Regions from separate parts of the Triticum aestivum genome. Here all the other regions are linked to region 3. Evidence: chromatin contacts called from public Hi-C data. All regions are on one chromosome and are shown on one strand. Each heading gives the region's core, a stretch centred on a gene start, on an enhancer-like site or on the middle of the called end of the contact. The rest is flanking DNA. Distances are from core to core; before and after follow the strand shown.

Evidence for each region. A called contact is a pair of places that touch in the nucleus more often than the background predicts.
Region 1: a Hi-C map of leaf shows a contact between it and region 3, with 2.8 times the contacts expected there. The contact joins the enhancer-like site here to the promoter of LOC123137025 in region 3. A contact is called at or near these places in 2 of 5 Hi-C or Micro-C datasets (both in leaf).
Region 2: a Hi-C map of leaf shows a contact between it and region 3, with 5 times the contacts expected there. The contact joins the promoter of LOC123137022 here to the promoter of LOC123137025 in region 3. A contact is called at or near these places in 1 of 5 Hi-C or Micro-C datasets (leaf) and 1 of 1 datasets of contacts at active chromatin or transcription factors (leaf).

Annotation. Positions count from the first base shown.
Region 1 is chr6B:304,491,412-304,494,660 of IWGSC CS RefSeq v2.1, reverse strand. No RefSeq gene overlaps it. Among protein-coding and RNA genes, the nearest start is that of LOC123137021, 47 kb to the right of the region's middle. Within about 2 kb of position 1,905, at least 4 of the 8 cell types and tissues checked have an H3K27ac peak or open chromatin away from gene starts, as enhancers often do. A contact at or near this core is called in leaf, where this site is marked.
Region 2 is chr6B:304,614,921-304,618,344 of IWGSC CS RefSeq v2.1, reverse strand. It overlaps LOC123137022, which reads left to right and starts at 1,880. Exons shown (of 1, transcript XM_044556558.1): 1 at 1,880-2,943. The coding sequence starts at 1,988. The coding sequence ends at 2,551.
Region 3 is chr6B:304,952,540-304,955,740 of IWGSC CS RefSeq v2.1, reverse strand. LOC123137025 (cysteine synthase) reads left to right here and starts at 1,350. Exons shown (of 7, transcript XM_044556559.1): 1 at 1,350-1,569; 2 at 1,658-1,785; 3 at 1,897-2,099; 4 at 2,166-2,294; 5 at 2,581-2,739; 6 at 2,867-3,060; 7 at 3,175-3,201. The coding sequence starts at 1,489.

The DNA of each region.
Region 1 (3,249 bases), core at 656-3,155, 460 kb after region 3:
CTACCATCCTCGTAGTCGCTGGATAGGTCCAACATGGTCCTCGTGGTTGATAAGTTCTTCAATAAGGTCCAGGTATAGCAGGGCTAGTCATCTAAGCTGGTAGGACTTTTCTTTGACAAAAAAACCTTAAATTGGTGCTTAAGAGTTTTGATTTTTTTTATCCGTTTGTACATAAATATGCATGCATTGGTGCAAGTCGAGTTGCACTTGGCATAATAATCTGTCAACAAGAAATTAAATTTTCGTCTAACAGAAGAATTATTACAAAAAATAAAAATAAAAGAATAACTTATTAGTATGTTTTTGTATATTTAGAATAGCAAACCATCCTGCGCATACCTACTAAAATCAGTCCATCGAAACAAATTAAAATAAATATGAAATGTGAATAACTAGTCATGAGTGTCCTTTCACTAAACAATAAAATCTATCTTACCTAGAACACATTTTGAAAAACTTCTATTTCCATAAGTGATCATTTGTTCTTAGTTTCTGACATCTAAGTAAATAATTTTCATCCATATGGACTGGGTAAAATGAGACAAGCAGAAGTTATTAGTACAACAAAATGACGGATTTTATACACAAATATAAATGAATTTCCTTTCTTTCTTTGCCAAAATATAAAACCATGTGCATCTTATTAGTAGCAAATACTACTATTTTTTAAACTCATAAAAGATGTTCAAACTATTCCAAAAAAATGTTTGATGATTCAAAAAATTCTTTCAAAAGATGTTTGCGAAGTGAAAGATTGTTCATAAATTTGAAAAATGGTCGAGGATCTTAAAAGTATTCACAAAATCAAAAATTGTTTGTGAATTTTTAAAATATTCATGAGTTCAAAAAGTTTTTTTGAAAAATGTTTGCGAATTCAAAAACAGTATGTGAATTTTCAAAATTGTTCTTGGGTTTAAAAATGTTCACTAATTCAAAGACGCTGGAGAAAGACACGACCAAAGCCTGTACATTAGCTGGCCCATACTGTGTGCGCTTTTCCATGTTATTCACCACGGTACGCGGGAAATAGGAACTGCCACCCATTCTGCCCTGCATGGCTCCGAACTTTAGATTTAAATTTTGTAATTTTGCGGTGAAAATAGCTGCTGTTTTGCCTTAGAAATGAGTCCCACACACACATTTGTATGTCCAATACAACAAAATTTGCTCTCAAACCCAAAATTATTTTGTAAATTTTTTAATTTATCTGTAGAATATCTACGGACTCCCACACGCACATGTTTATGATCTTGATATTTGATGGACCTGATTCTGGGAAGGGTTATCCCCGGGGACCCATTCATTTGCTTCTAGAAATCTTTCTTGGGCATCGGTGTGACTTGTGACAGAGCGCCACATCGAACGCCCAAATATCACAAAACCTGCAACAAATCTTTCTTGGGCATCGCTATGACTTGTGACAGAGCGCACGAGCAACTAACAGTGTCACCGGAACAAGACGCTCCAGCGCGGCCACGCCGCACGGGGGACGGGGCCGTACAAAAGATCAGTACGACCCACCGGGCTAGCCTAGCCTAGCCTTGCCGGAGAAGTTTACACAACTGTAAGGCCACCTCATATGACAACATTACCGAAAAATGTGTGTGCAACCTTGAACAGTCGTTCCATGGAAGGATGTCGACCGTTGCGAGGACAACGTTACCCATAAATGTGTCTGTACGCTTGAACAGGTGCAAGTCTTTGCATGGAAGAATATCGATCGACCGGGTGATCTCGTCTGAGAGCATACCAACACCAGCATTCCTTGCTTAATTGTGCACCCCCGTACCCGTGAATGTGTTGGCCAGTTCTCGTCAAGTGGATCGGTAATGGCGTCCAGAAGGAGGGGAGGCGTGATTGTGGACCTAGGCGGCTCTACCTACAGGTTGTAACAGGACAGGTATTCGTTGCGCTTGCAGTATTGTATGCCAAGGCACGGGTCAAGCTTTTTCACGATACGCCGCATTCAGAGGGTGCTTGGATACGTTTTAGTCTCATGACTAAAAGTAGTGGGACTAAAACTTGTTAGCCTCATCCATGCTTGGATTAAATACTAAAGAGACTAAAATCAAGTTAATGAACATTTATTATCCTTCGAACCCTTCAATCCAGAACTCGTCTATGTTAAAAAAGAGAAGTTAAATAAGGAGAGAGAGGACTAATCCACATTTTAGTAGGAGTACCCCTAACTAAAATTTTTTAGTCTCAAGACTAGTTTTAGCCCCATTTTAGTCAGGGGTATTTGAAACTTTAACCTCTTAAAAAGATTATTTTTAATCAGACTAAAATAAGTCTCTTGGATTCAAACACCTTCTCAGAGACAATTCGTGTTGTCACATGTCATGGAAAAACGGGACCAAAAACAAAAATCACACGGTCGCATGTGCGTGCCAAGGCAGTGACAGTCACAGTCTTGGCGCACCTTCCTAGTACGTTAGCTGAGATGCTCTCGCGCGCGAGGGAACATGGACGTAATTAACACTGATGTGATGTGATTTGCCAAGATGGTCCATTGCACCCAACCGGAACGGGGTAACCACCACAAGCCCATTAATTCGCCCTAAGTGTTACGCACCTTGCTCTTGCAAAATATATTGTCCGCTAATCTTCTTCGTTTAATCAAGCATCTCACACACAGGACCCTATATAAGGAACGAACAACAAACATGTCTCAAAAATTTACAAACAAGACCCTGAACAGGAAAAAAATAGCGATCACCTCCAAAGTTGCATCCCCGTGGCTCCAACCTCGCCGGCATCGGTAATAAGACCAGTTGGTCTGCCGAAACTTTTACATCAGGTCATCGTAGACACCACCTTGAAACATCAATGCATCCCAAATGACATCATGGCTAGGACGAATGAAATTCGCCGCCCTTCGTCCCGAGGATGCGACGGATCGTCAGAGACAGCTGGTCAGCCGACATGGGCTCCGTGGCTCCTTCAAATCCATTGACGATGATGTGTATGATCCCCATCGTATGCCTCCAATAGCAGTGGCAGAGCCAGGAATTAAATATCAGGGGGGCCAAATGACACAAACTTTTCATCTCAGGGGACAAACTGCGGTAATGCATGTATTGTTTTCTAAATTTGGCACTGTTCATCTCTAAATTAGGATCAAATCAATGATGTTAGGGGGGCAATGCCCCTGCTGGTGTCTCCGCCACTGTATAATAGGACGCTAGGGGCTCATCCCCAAATTCAGGGATGACTCCGCCTGTGCCGGAAGCTTGGGTCTGGTGAGGT
Region 2 (3,424 bases), core at 631-3,130, 340 kb after region 3:
ATTGTCTTTTCTGCCCCTGAGAGGATCAAGTTAATATCACCGCCAACTATTGGCAGCATGCAAATAGTAGCCCCAACTGCTTTGGCCTCAAGTTCCCCAAATAACTTAGCTAAACGTGAGTGATCAGTTGGGTCATAAGCCACTAACATTTCCCACCGAAGAAGCATGACCCGATGCTTAATAACTGCACTAAGGGGGGAAATACTGGCATCCGAGGAGACAATCTCACAGCACAGTCTTTCTTAAACCCCAACAACATACCCCCCAGAATGGCCATGAGCAAACACCCAGCTTCAAGAAAATCGCTCGAGAGGATCGATTGATAGCAGATTGCGAGCGCGGAAATCAGATTTAATCGTCCCCTGTAGTGCCACTACATCTAGGCCAATCCGTTGAATGTACTAAGGGTACGCCTGCCAACATGTCTGAAACCCCACATATTACAGAAGAGATAGCGCATCAAATAATTCTATTGCGTAAGTGAGCTCCATGGAAGCTCACTGATGTCGCCACACGCCTAACCTTGCGAGCGGTCGGGCGAGGAGGTGTTTGTGGCCCCTGCCACGGTCCCCCTTCCCCCAGAGGGCACCATGGTGGCATGAACAGTGACCCCAACCACTGGTTGCAAGGTGAGAGCGGCCAGCTGCCTTAGCAATGGCTGAGAGCGAAGAAGGGATAGAAAAAATAAAAATCAGAGTGATTAGCACCCCCACTCCTCGCCCGGGATCAACAACGTTTAGGCTTGTTTGGTTGCTAGGGGAGATGGTCCCGGGGAAGAGAGGCCCTCGTCGAAATATTCTTGACAAAATTAAAACCACGTGAAAGATTCGCATGACCATTCGGGGGGCTGCTGCACGCCTCACCTATGGGAAGCCATGGAACAGTATCGACCTACTAGAAGCCATGAAGCAGCAACGCAACGGGCGCCGTCTCCCCAGCCGGAGGGGTGGAGCATGGAGGTGAAGGGATGGGGGGTGAGCCGTTTCCAGTTGCTGGAGAAGGGCGGAGCATTCGACGGAGGAGGGCGGAGCGCTCGATCTTGCCGCCGCCGCCTCTCATTCGCGAGGCCGAGCGACAAGGGTTTCCTCCCCGATCTCATCAGGCGTGGAAGTCTCGCCCAGGGATAGGCCGTGGAAAGGGCAGGGCTGCCCCGGTCTTGTGGGCCCCCAAATGCGTTGGCGCATTGCCCGGGATAAAATTATCCGTGGTTTCTCGGCCTGGGGAAGGCCAGGGGAAGAGGCAGGGATCCCGTGGGATCATGTGAAACCAAATGAGACCTTAGGATTTAGGGACCGTAAAACCCTCGAGTGTGAGAGGCGGTCAGATTTTAAGCACTCACCAAATCATATTGTTGAAGCAGGTTTGGCATATTTTAGATGAAAACAACGTCCGCGAAACCTTTTGCCTTTCTGTGCTATTGAAAGCAGAAGTCACCGCAAAAGTTGCATTTGCCTGCCATCCTGCTGGTTCGATTAAAAAGCACGGGCACGTCTGCAGAAACCCCTACACTCCCACGGTTGTTTTCCGCCCTATGACCTGTGCACACGCAGACAAATCAAAAACCTCACGCTTCTCTTGGGCTGCCCAATGATTTGTGCGCACACACGCAAAGCAAAAAAATCTCATCCTGGCGTGGTGCGTTAGGCCAAAAGAACATCAAGAAAACGAATGAACCGAGCTCACACTAGCAGCAGCAGCAATACCGCCGTCCCTGTCCCTAGGAAACTGAGAGAGAAAGCTATCAACCCGACCCTGGGCTAGGAACCGGTCTGCTACAATCCAAACCATATACACTGTAGGTAGCAGCGTGCACCGTTCCGTGCAACATGTTTGGCGGAGCTGATCGACACACACCCCCAGCCACTTTTATAAAAAGGCTCCATCTGCCTGCTTGGCGCCACCAGCCAGCCATAAGTTCCTCACGCCAGAGCTCCGCGGACAAGAGAGTGACCACACCCGCGCGAACACGTAGGCAGAGCGGGACAAGATGCCAATGGAGAGGTCGGTGTCGCTGGCTGAGAGGAGCACCGCCGCCGCCGCGCCGGCCAACGACCTCCGGTGCCACAGCGCCTCCTACGCCGTCTCCTACGCGCCCACCAAGGTGCAGCGCGACAGGAGCACCACCTCCCTGTCCCGCCCCGTGGCGGCGACCGCCGTGCAGCGGAGCGGCAGCACGAGGACCGTCTCCGGCGCCGGCGCCGGCCCCACCCCGGGGCTGAACCTCCGGTGCTACAGCGCCTCCTACAAGCCTTTCTCCGACGGCACCGCCCAGGCCAAGGGGCCCAACGCCGCCACCACCACCGCAGCCACCTGGTCCTCCGCCGGCCGCCGCTCCCTCAACCTGAGGAGCTACACCCCCTCCTTCTCCGCATTGGTCGACAACGAGGCCCCGGCCCCGGCCAAGACGGACGAGGCGGAGGCGGAGCTGCAGAGGAAGAAGCGGCTGGTGGCCTACAAGGTGTACGACGTGGAGGGCAAGGTGAAGGGGTCGGTGCGGCGCAGCGTCAAGTGGATCAAGGTCAAGTGCTCCCGCGCCGTCTACGGCTGGTGATGAGCCGGCGAGCCATCCATCCAGGTTGCTCTGCCTCCGTCTGCTCCCGGTACGAGTTGTGCAGCTGAGCTAGTACAGTAGTACGTAGTATGAGCGCGCGCGTCTTGATCTTCTTTGCCCTTCTGCTTCCTCCTTTTCCTTTCATCTTCTTGTAGTAGGATTTTTGACAATATTTGATGTGGCATACATATGTACGCTAGTGTGAGCGGCGCTTCTGCTCGTGCTGTCCTTGTTGGCCACCGACAGAAGCTCTCTGTGTTGTCCTTGTACATAAGGATCCTTTCCTCCCCTTGTATCATGGTCTATCTGCTTATGTAATATAGACACTATGTAGAATAAGATTGTGTCAGATGTAAATTACATACATACATACTGTTACTACTACTAGACTACATACTGGCCATGTTTCTTGTGATTACTACTCAACTGACTCCACCGATGTTTACTAAGGCTACGCTGCACTCTACTCCCCTCCTGATTTTTCTTGTTTGAGCCGAAAACCGTAAAACAATTGTTATATAAACATAAATATTTATAGAATAATCAAGGCTGAAGCCAGCTACCTATCCGCTCCTGATAGAACCGTGTCATGTTCTTGAGATGAAACACCAAAGAGGAAGCTCGCTAGTAGAGTTGGTTAGCTGAAATGCTAGTACAAGTGTTGCGAAAAAAAAAGGCAGGCCGTGCCCACTGAATTCCGGATTCTCTATGGCTATGTCCTGATTCCTGAAGGAATGGATTCTCATTCCCCATGGCGATGCCCCTGCACAAGCACAATCATCATCTTCGGTTAGAACCATTCGGCGGGATCCGGTGCTGTGGGATTTCTCTTGCGAATGATTTCTTGATTTCGTTTTCCTGCAAGGGCAGCTG
Region 3 (3,201 bases), core at 101-2,600:
AATCCATCACTGCCTTGAGTATTTAATAACATATATATACAGCAGGATGGTCGATGGTTCAGCTCAGATTAAAATTACGGAAATACTAACGCCCTCTGGCAACTCGCCTACATGCATGGATCCTCGTCCAACCATTTCTGCACGAATCCTGGTGCGTTCTAGCAGGTTTTTTATGCCAGGTAGGACTGGGCTGGTGTGTGGGCATTCATCCGGTCACCCACATGCCCGTTTCACCATGCGGAGCGGCTGAGGTGTGGGCGTTTAGCAGTTCGCCCACAAGCCAGTTTTCACGCATGCAAAAGGGCTGGTGTGTGGGCGTTTATCAGTTCGCCCACACGCCCGTCTCTTCTCCCACACCCAAAGCTGTCAGTTGCCATGTGTGTTGCAGCGTGTATGGCAACTGTCCTAGCGTGCTTGTAAGCAGATGACAACTCTCACTTTTTACTTCGAGTTGCCATGTGTTCTGCAGGGTACATGGCAACTGCCCTAGTTGCTTGTAAGCAGATGGCAACTCCCTCTTTACCCGAACATGTTTTTTTACATGCCTTTTTTATAGTACTACATGGCAACTGCCTAGTGCTAGTAGGTGGCAACCCCTAAAGTTTTTCAAATCATAGCAACTGTAGTAGACCAGACAATACATGGCAACAACTGCAATTGTCCAAAAATGGCATCCAGCACTTGACCTGAGATGGCAACTGCAGTTGAGCAACCATGACAACTGTAGTTGTCAGACATGGCAACTATAGCTCAGCAACATGACAACTGCAGTTAAACGAACATGGAAGAGGGTCCGGACCATGGCAACTGCGAGGACGCATGATGACTGTTACGTGAAGCATGCGGGACCATGAGTACGGGCGTGTGGGCCTTTTCGATTTTGCCCACACGGAAGCGTGTGGGAGGGACCGCGAGACAAAAAAAGAGGCGTGTGGGCATTACTTGTTTTGCCCACACGTAGACGTGTGGGCTGATTCTCTTAGACACCATAAAAAACGTGTGGCCAGATCCCTTAACGCTCACACGTGTGGGCGTTATCGGTGTTCTAAAATTATTTGCTTACCCTCTGCATAATGGTTGATTGTCTTGTTCTATAAGCAGGGAAACTTGGGGTCCAAGTTCCAGGCTTCCAACCCATAGGAGGTTTCTTGGCATGCAGGGAAACTTGTGTTCCAAGTTCTAGGCTTCCAACCAATCGGTGGTTTCTGAATTTGATATCTGATTGGTATGCTGCACACTGATGTAGTGTCATATGTCAACAGACTTCAATTAAAAAAAATCTGGATGGAAGTTTCAGGGAAACTTCCCTGAAACCTCCAAATTTAGTATTAATTTATCCATGTAGTATACCATCAGAATGGGACTTCTCAGCTATATAACATCATTGAACGCTGGAGTACCTCATACTTCTGTTCATCCATTTGTCCAAGACATTCGAGCTTGTTAAGTTCTAGTAGTTTTATTTGTTGCAGAGTTAGTACCAGAGAAATGGAGCCACAGGAAGGAAGGAAAGGGATACCATCTCTGCTGTCCTCGCAGGGGGAGTGCATTGCCACCAACATCACACAGGTGCCTACTTTCTCTGTATATAGTCATTATTCCTTCACTGTACAAAGCTTGTTATCTTTAATCTGCAAGTAAATTCTATGCCTTCCAGCTCATTGGTTGGACACCACTGATAGAACTGAGAAACATCACTGAGAAAGACAGCATAGGTGCTCGGCTGATTGGGAAGATTGAGCCGTACCAGCCCCTTTCCTCTGTGAAGGATCGGAGTGCTCTCAGGTGGCTGCTCTTTTTTACTTTCCTTCCCAGGAAGAAATTCTTCACCTCAAATCTACCATACGTAACGTCATGAGTCTCGACAGCAATATGAATGGATGAACAAATTTGCAGATTGATTGAAGATGCAGAGGAGAAAGGCTTGATCACACCTGGCATCACAACACTGCTGGGGGTCACAAGTGGTAATCTTGGCATCGGCGTGGCGTTCATTGCTGCTCAGAAAGGATACAAGTTCATCGCCCTCATGCCTGCTAAACTCTCGCTTGATAAGCAGATACTGATGCGATACCTTGGCGTAGAAGTGGTATTAGTTGGTAAGGAGCTGAGGTACCATGCCCCTCATATCACGTGCCAGATGGTAACATGCTTGTCTCCTGCAGATGCTGTACAGCATGGATTCAAAGCTTTACTTGATAGGGTAGAACAGATGAAGAAGGATGTGGAAGATGTGTATGTTCTAGATCAATTCACCAATCCTGCAAATCCCGATGCCCACTTCAGATGGACTGGTAAGTGGTAACACAATATATTTGAACTAAATTGGATGCAGTAGCAGTAGCGTTTGAGTAACTTTAGATTGTTTGACTATAAGGAAAACTCAGTCGAAGACTACGGACTGACTAACTTATAAGATGTTGAAATAAATTGATGGATGATATGCAATAAATGTTGCTATGTGGTGTTGGCCTCTGCAGGATCACACTTCCATGCAACATTTCTACTCTTTATTTTTATTTAAGATTCCTGGCTAAAAACTGAACCTCAGCACTAATGCATCGAACTAAATGTCCTTAGGACCTGAGATATGGAAAGATACAGCAGGCAAAGTGGACATATTTATAGCTGCTTCAGGTTCAGGAGGCACCATCACAGGCGTGGGGAGGTATCTCAAGACGAAGAACCCATCTGTAAAATTAATATGCGTTGAACCAGCTGAAAGTCCAGTGATTTCAGGCAAGAAACTACTACTATGATAAATATATTGAATAAATGATATTCCTACTATACATGTTTGGTTATAAACCTGGCTACCTTTCTTTGCTTGTAAATAAGTAAGATCTTCCCTGCCTATGATCTGTAGGTGGCGAGCCAGCCTTCCACAACATCCTAGGAATAGGGCCTGGTTTTGTCCCAGAAATATTGGATAGATCCCAGATAGATGAAATTGTAACAGTAACTACTCAAGAAGCTATGGACATGGCTAGAAGATTGGCAAGGGAAGAAGGATTGCTTGTTGGCATATCTTCAGGGGCAAATGCAGCTGCCTGCTTAAAGGCAAGCTCTTTTTTTCCCAAGAGTCTAGGATTTTATTTTTTAGCAGATAGTACAGTGAAGGCTATATAAATCCACTTATTTATCCAGTCCTCTGATTCATGCCCTTCCTGACAGGTTGCATCAAGAGAGGAGAACAGGGGA